Linked DNA regions of Mus musculus: region 2 is linked to region 1. The links are chromatin contacts, called in public promoter capture Hi-C maps. All regions are on one chromosome and are shown on one strand. Each heading gives the region's core, a stretch centred on a gene start, on an enhancer-like site or on the middle of the called end of the contact. The rest is flanking DNA. Distances are from core to core; before and after follow the strand shown.

What was found. Promoter capture Hi-C pulls out the DNA fragments that hold promoters and counts their contacts.
Region 2: a contact with region 1 is called in a promoter capture Hi-C map of embryonic stem cells. The contact joins the promoter of 1700021F07Rik here to the promoter of Bmp7 in region 1. A contact is called at or near these places in 2 of 39 promoter capture datasets (the HPC-7 cell line and embryonic stem cells).

The regions. Positions count from the first base shown.
Region 1 is chr2:172,939,052-172,941,751 of GRCm38.p6, forward strand. Bmp7 (bone morphogenetic protein 7) reads right to left here and starts at 1,270. Exons shown (of 7, transcript NM_007557.3): 1 at 604-1,270. The coding sequence starts at 1,018. Gm40010 (a long non-coding RNA gene) reads right to left here and starts at 594. Exons shown (of 3, transcript XR_867069.2): 1 at 1-594.
Region 2 is chr2:173,521,279-173,523,978 of GRCm38.p6, forward strand. It overlaps 1700021F07Rik (RIKEN cDNA 1700021F07 gene), which reads left to right and starts at 1,314. Exons shown (of 4, transcript NM_028158.1): 1 at 1,314-1,453. The coding sequence starts at 1,386.

The sequences.
Region 1 (2,700 bases), core at 20-2,519:
GAAAACTCGCAATGGCAACGTTCTTTCCCCGGCTCCAGCCGAGAGTCCAAAGGTGGGCGACTGGCGGCTAGGCGAGGAGCCCCGCGGCACTCCGAGCGCACGCCGAAACCAGCGCTCCGCAATGGGACAGGTAGGGTCAGAGAGGGGAAGAAAAGGGGATGCGCGGGATGTCAGAACCAAGCTGGCCTCAGAGGGGCAGAGGAAAGGCGGGAAGGCAGCTTTGCCCACAAGGGCCCTTTAAATCCAGGTAGCGCGGGCCGCTGAAGCCGGTTCAGCTCACATGACCCAGCCGGGCGCTTTGAACTAAGCCGCTGCCGAGCCGGGACCTCCCGCCCCTGAGTGAGATGAACCCGCGGCGGAGCAGACAGAGACTCAGGGCTGGGGGTGCACCCTCCGGATAGCCCGGACAAACCCTCCGAGCCAGCAAGACTTATCCGAGACGCACAGAGCTTAAAGTCTACTAAGACCCCGGGGCGAAGAGTCTCTGGCGGGCACTGATGCTTTGCAAATGGAAAGGTGGACCACAGTGGCTGTAAGCAGAGACCCTCTCCCAGTCCCAAAGTGGCCCCAGTCTGAAATATATCCCCTCCCACCGCCACTCACCTAGGTTGACGAAGCTCATGACCATGTCGGCGTCAGTGAGGAAGTGGCTGTCCTGCAGGCTGGCTAAAGGGGGGCCCTGGGTACTGAAGACGGCCTTGTAGGGGTAGGAGAAGCCCTGTCCGTCCGGCCCGCTCTCCTCCACCGCCATGGCGTTGTACAGGTCCAACATGAACATGGGCGCCGAATTATGCTTTCCCTGGAGGTGCGGGCGCGGGCGATGGGGCAACCCTAAGATGGACAGGATCTCCCGCTGCATCTCCCGCCGCTCCTGGCTGCGGAGGCGCCGGTGGATGAAGCTGGAGTGCACCTCGTTGTCCAGGCTGAAATCGGCCAGGGCGGAGCGCAGCAAGAACAGAGGCGCCCAGAGCGCCACGAAGCTGTGTGGCGCCGCAGCGCGCAGCGAGCGCACGTGCATCGCGCCGGCTCTACGCGCGATCCGGGGCACCGGGCCCGCGCCGCCCCAGGTGGCAGCGGAGGGGGCAGGGCAGCGGTCCACGACCCGAGGTCACTTGCTGCAGGCGAGCTTCAAGGCGGCCTCGCCACACATGGCCACTCCCCGGCCGGCTGCGCTTTGCCCGGGACGCCCCTGTCCTTTACTCAGTTCTGGCCCGGGGCCCCTCGGCCCGCACTCGCCAGGACGCACGGCAAGGCTAGCACAGCAACTCCAGAGAGCGAGCAAGAGAGCGAGGAGGCGGGCCGGGGTGGGAGGAGCAGCAGCTTGCAGACCTACAAGTCCGGAGAGCGAGTGCCGGAGAGGCAGCTGGGCGCTGAGCGAACCCTAGCTCCCTCCTCCCGCTCTGATCGCGCTCGGGCCCGCGGGCACCAGCAACAAACCCCTTTCCGATCTCCCGCGTGCCCAATACAAGGGCCCTGCGCGCCCGGATCGCCCGCCCGCCGCCTCGGGAGCCCCGGAGTTGGGCGCGCTGGGGCCGGGGAGCGGGGGAGGAGCGGGAGGACTGACTTCCCCGCCCCTCCCGCTCCCGCTGCCTCCCACCTGCGCCTGTCCCCGCCCTCCCCAAGCCTGGCCCAATGGCTTCATTCATTCCTCCCAGGGCGCTCTACAAATATTTACCGAGTGCCCACCGGGTGTCCGGCACTGGGACAGACGCCGCAGGGACCCAGAGAGAAGAATCCCAATCTGCCCAGCTCTCTCGGGACTCGCACTTGGAAGTGGCCAAAGTGTAGCAACTAAGGGCTGTGCTAGGAAAGCATCCGGGAGGGAGCGCAGGAATCCGAGAAGGCTCCTCGGAGGTGGCCACTCTTGGACCTGGCTCATCTTTCGAACCGCCCCCCCCCCAACACTCCATTTGCTCCAGTCATGCAAAACCCCCTCGGTACCCCCACCGCTTGCCCCTCTGCTATCCTGGCTTTTGTTCCTCGGGGAACGTTCTCTCCCTGCCCCTCCCCCCTCGGGTGCCACTTCCTCTGGGAACCTTCCAGGACTGGCAGAGATAATGTGGAGATAAAGTTCTTTCTACACTTCACTCCCCCAACACACACACACATACACACACACACACACACACACACGCGCACACACACACACACACACACACACCTCCCCTCAAGTCCAGCACCCAAGGGATCCGGGCCCAGGTACTTCTCGGCTTTTCCTTCCCAAGTATCTTTTAACCCAAAGCCTTCAAACCCCAGATGCTGCAGCTCTACAGAGTACATAAGTGAAATCTGGGACTAGAGAATGTTCCCACCCCCCTCCTCTCTTGGGGGGGCGGGGTCCTGACATGAGTCCTTTGGTACCTCACTGTCTAACAACCCCACCCCTAGCCCCAGGTAGGGCCTGAGGAGTAGGCAGTTGGTACCCAAGTTCAGAAGAGCTCCCGACTGCATTTTCCTGTCTCAAAGGACTAGCCTCCCTCTCCTCCCAGGAGGAAACGTCCCAGACAGATACTGGGTCTCTCAGTGGATTGCTGCTCTTTGGAGCCTCCGTTTCCTAATCTGAAAAATGGGAGCAAAGCAGCCTTCACCCAGAATGGCAGTGAGTGAGTGGGGATGGTGAGCCAGGCTTCCTGCTTTGCTGAAGGTGGGCGACAAGCCAAGCGTTTCAGGGGTGGTAAAATGGCAAGTAGGGGCTGGGGA
Region 2 (2,700 bases), core at 64-2,563, 580 kb after region 1:
GGCTCTTAACAAAGCTTGCAGGAGGGGCGGGGCATCAGGCCAAGCACAGCAGCCAGCAGCTTTGCTTATTCTTAATTCCGCAGAGATTCCTAGACACTTCCCAAAGCAGGGGCAGAGTTTGCCTGGAGAGCACAGCGGATCTTTCTTCTCAGCCACTTTACACAAAGGCTTCCACAGCCACTGGACCTGGGAAAGGGGGACAGGAGATGATCCCAGCCCACCTGAGGCCCTACCCGCCCAGGAGCAAGGACACCTGGTGGTGGCCTGTTATCAGCTTATCGAGAACGCAGGCCAGGTCATTAACAGACCAATTCTGTCCTTGAGCAGGAGTGAAATGCGATGCAGCAGTGGAAAAGCACACGTGAAAACTCTAAGCAACACGCATGGGTCTCCTACAGCTTCTGCGGGAAGAGAAGGCTGGCTAGAGTCCTCAGCCTGAACAGGACCTGGTAGAGGCTTAGCCAAGCTCCTCAAGGAGGTGGAGGCGGCAGAGGGCAGTGTTCTCTGCAACCACTGGAGGTGGCTGGCAGCTCTGTTCGGTGATGCCCAGGGTCTGACAGGAGGGTGTGTTCTCTCAAATAGACATCACCAAGCTCTGTGCTCTTGGGGTTCTGCGCCCGGATGAGTAATCTAACATCCATGTTTATGTTTAAGTTTTGAAAAGGGCCAGGGACCGGGGCTGATGGTACAAGCCAGGCTACTACTCAGGGAACTGAGACAGGAGAACCTCGAAGCATAGGTCTGCCTGGGTTACAGAGTGAGTTCAAGGCCAGACTGAGCAACTTAGGAGCTCCTGTGTCAAAATTTTAAACAAGGGCTGGAGAGATGGCTCAGCAGTTAAGAGCACTGAATGACTTATCTTCCTGAGGTCCTAAGTTCAAATCCCAGCAATCACATGGTGGCTCACAACCATCTGTAATGGGATCCGATGCCCTCTTCTGGTGTGTCTGAAGACAGCTACAGTGTATTCATATAAATAAAAATAAATAAAATCTTTTTTTAAAAAATTTAAACAAGTAAAAAAACAAAACAAAACAACAAACAAACACCGAAGGCTGGGAATGTAGGTCCGGGTGGAGCATGCCAAGCCCTGCGAGCAATTCCCAGTATCGAAAGAGGAGGAGGGATCTTGGTGCTAAGTCTAGAGGTTTCTCAGAGGAGCATGGGACAGGATGACCACTGGGTGCTCAGAGGGCAGAGGCCAGGGGCAAGCTCCAGGCACCCTCATCCCCTTCAGGTGTGCGGTGCTCTCGCTTCCACTTCTGCTTCCGCTTCCTTGTCACGTGTGACCTGGCAACCGGTCTCCCAGCAACGGGACTATAATTAAGGACTCATAGTCTAAGGCAGGAGCACACGGGTTTGGGTTTGCGGAGACCGCGGGAGCCATGGCGCAGAAACCGCTCAGCACCACGGCCGCAGAGCGCATGAACCTTGTGGCCCAGGATGAGATTTGGTAAGACCCGTTGGGCTGGGCCCTTCTCACAAGTCGAGTATACACCAGGGTGGCCTCAGTTTCCCCACCAAGACCAGAAGACAGTCGACTGCTGGGAGTAACAAGAGCGCTCTAAAGATTATCGGGGTGAACATTAGGGACACAGAGATACCTCAGTCTTCCCACCCTGCCCTCCTGCCCACAGCGGAGACTGGAAGAATTCTAATAGAAAATTTAAAAAGAAGAAACAAAATTAAAACACTAATTTTTGACAACCTCGAAGGAAAGACGATTTGCCCTTTCTTGGTTTTCCCTGATTCTTTTAAATGAGAAGAAAGTTTAATTTTAAAAGATCCAGGCCCACAGGTTTGGGGGTTTGTGGAGACCTGGGAAGCCATGGGGAGGAAACTGCTTAGCACCATGGCAGCGTGGTGCCGCAGAGACAGGTGGATCTCTGTGAATTCAAGGCCAGAGTAGTCTACACAGTAAGACCTGTCTCAAACAGCAGCAGCAGGAGCAACAACAACAAATCCATTCCCTGAAAGACTTGTCTCCATCAGGCATCTGTAATGGATATTTTTGAGTGCTAAATAGTATTCCATTATTTGGCATTTTAACCACTATAGAAAGTCTAATTTAAACCTTAGATGCAAGAGAAATCTGTCCCTCTCTCTCCTCCATTCCCTCCCTCCCTCCCTCCCTCCTTCTCCCTCCCTCCCTCTCTCCCTCCCTCCCTCCTTCTCTCCTTCTCTCCCTCCCTCCCTCCTTCTCTCCCTCCCTCCCTCCCTCTCTCCCTCCTTCTCTCCTTCTCTCCTTCCCTCCCTCCCTCCCTCCTTCCCTCCTTCTCTCCCTCCCTCCCTCCCTCCCTCCCTCCCTCTCTCCCTCCCTCCCTCCCTCCCTCCCTCCATCCCTCCCTCCCTCAGTCAGCACTGGGTATGAATCTGGAGCCTCAGGAGTGCTGGGCATTTTCTCTGACACCTTGAGTCTCCAGCTTTCTTTATCTTGAGTTTAATCTTGAGTCTCCCAGGCTGGCCTCAAACTCGCCACCGTCCTGCTGCAGCTCCCTGATACCTAGGATGGCAGGCCCCTGCCTCACCTCCTCCCGTAAGCTCCCTAGTAACTGTCTCTGTGACTTTTGTCGTCTTTTTTGACACCTGTGTGGTTGGCTGAGAATGGAGACAGATGAAGAGCCGGCTTTATATTGGAACTGCTACATTGGGTTTGTTTTATAGGAAACTGTATAATTCCTGTAAGTGGAAAAGTGTCAT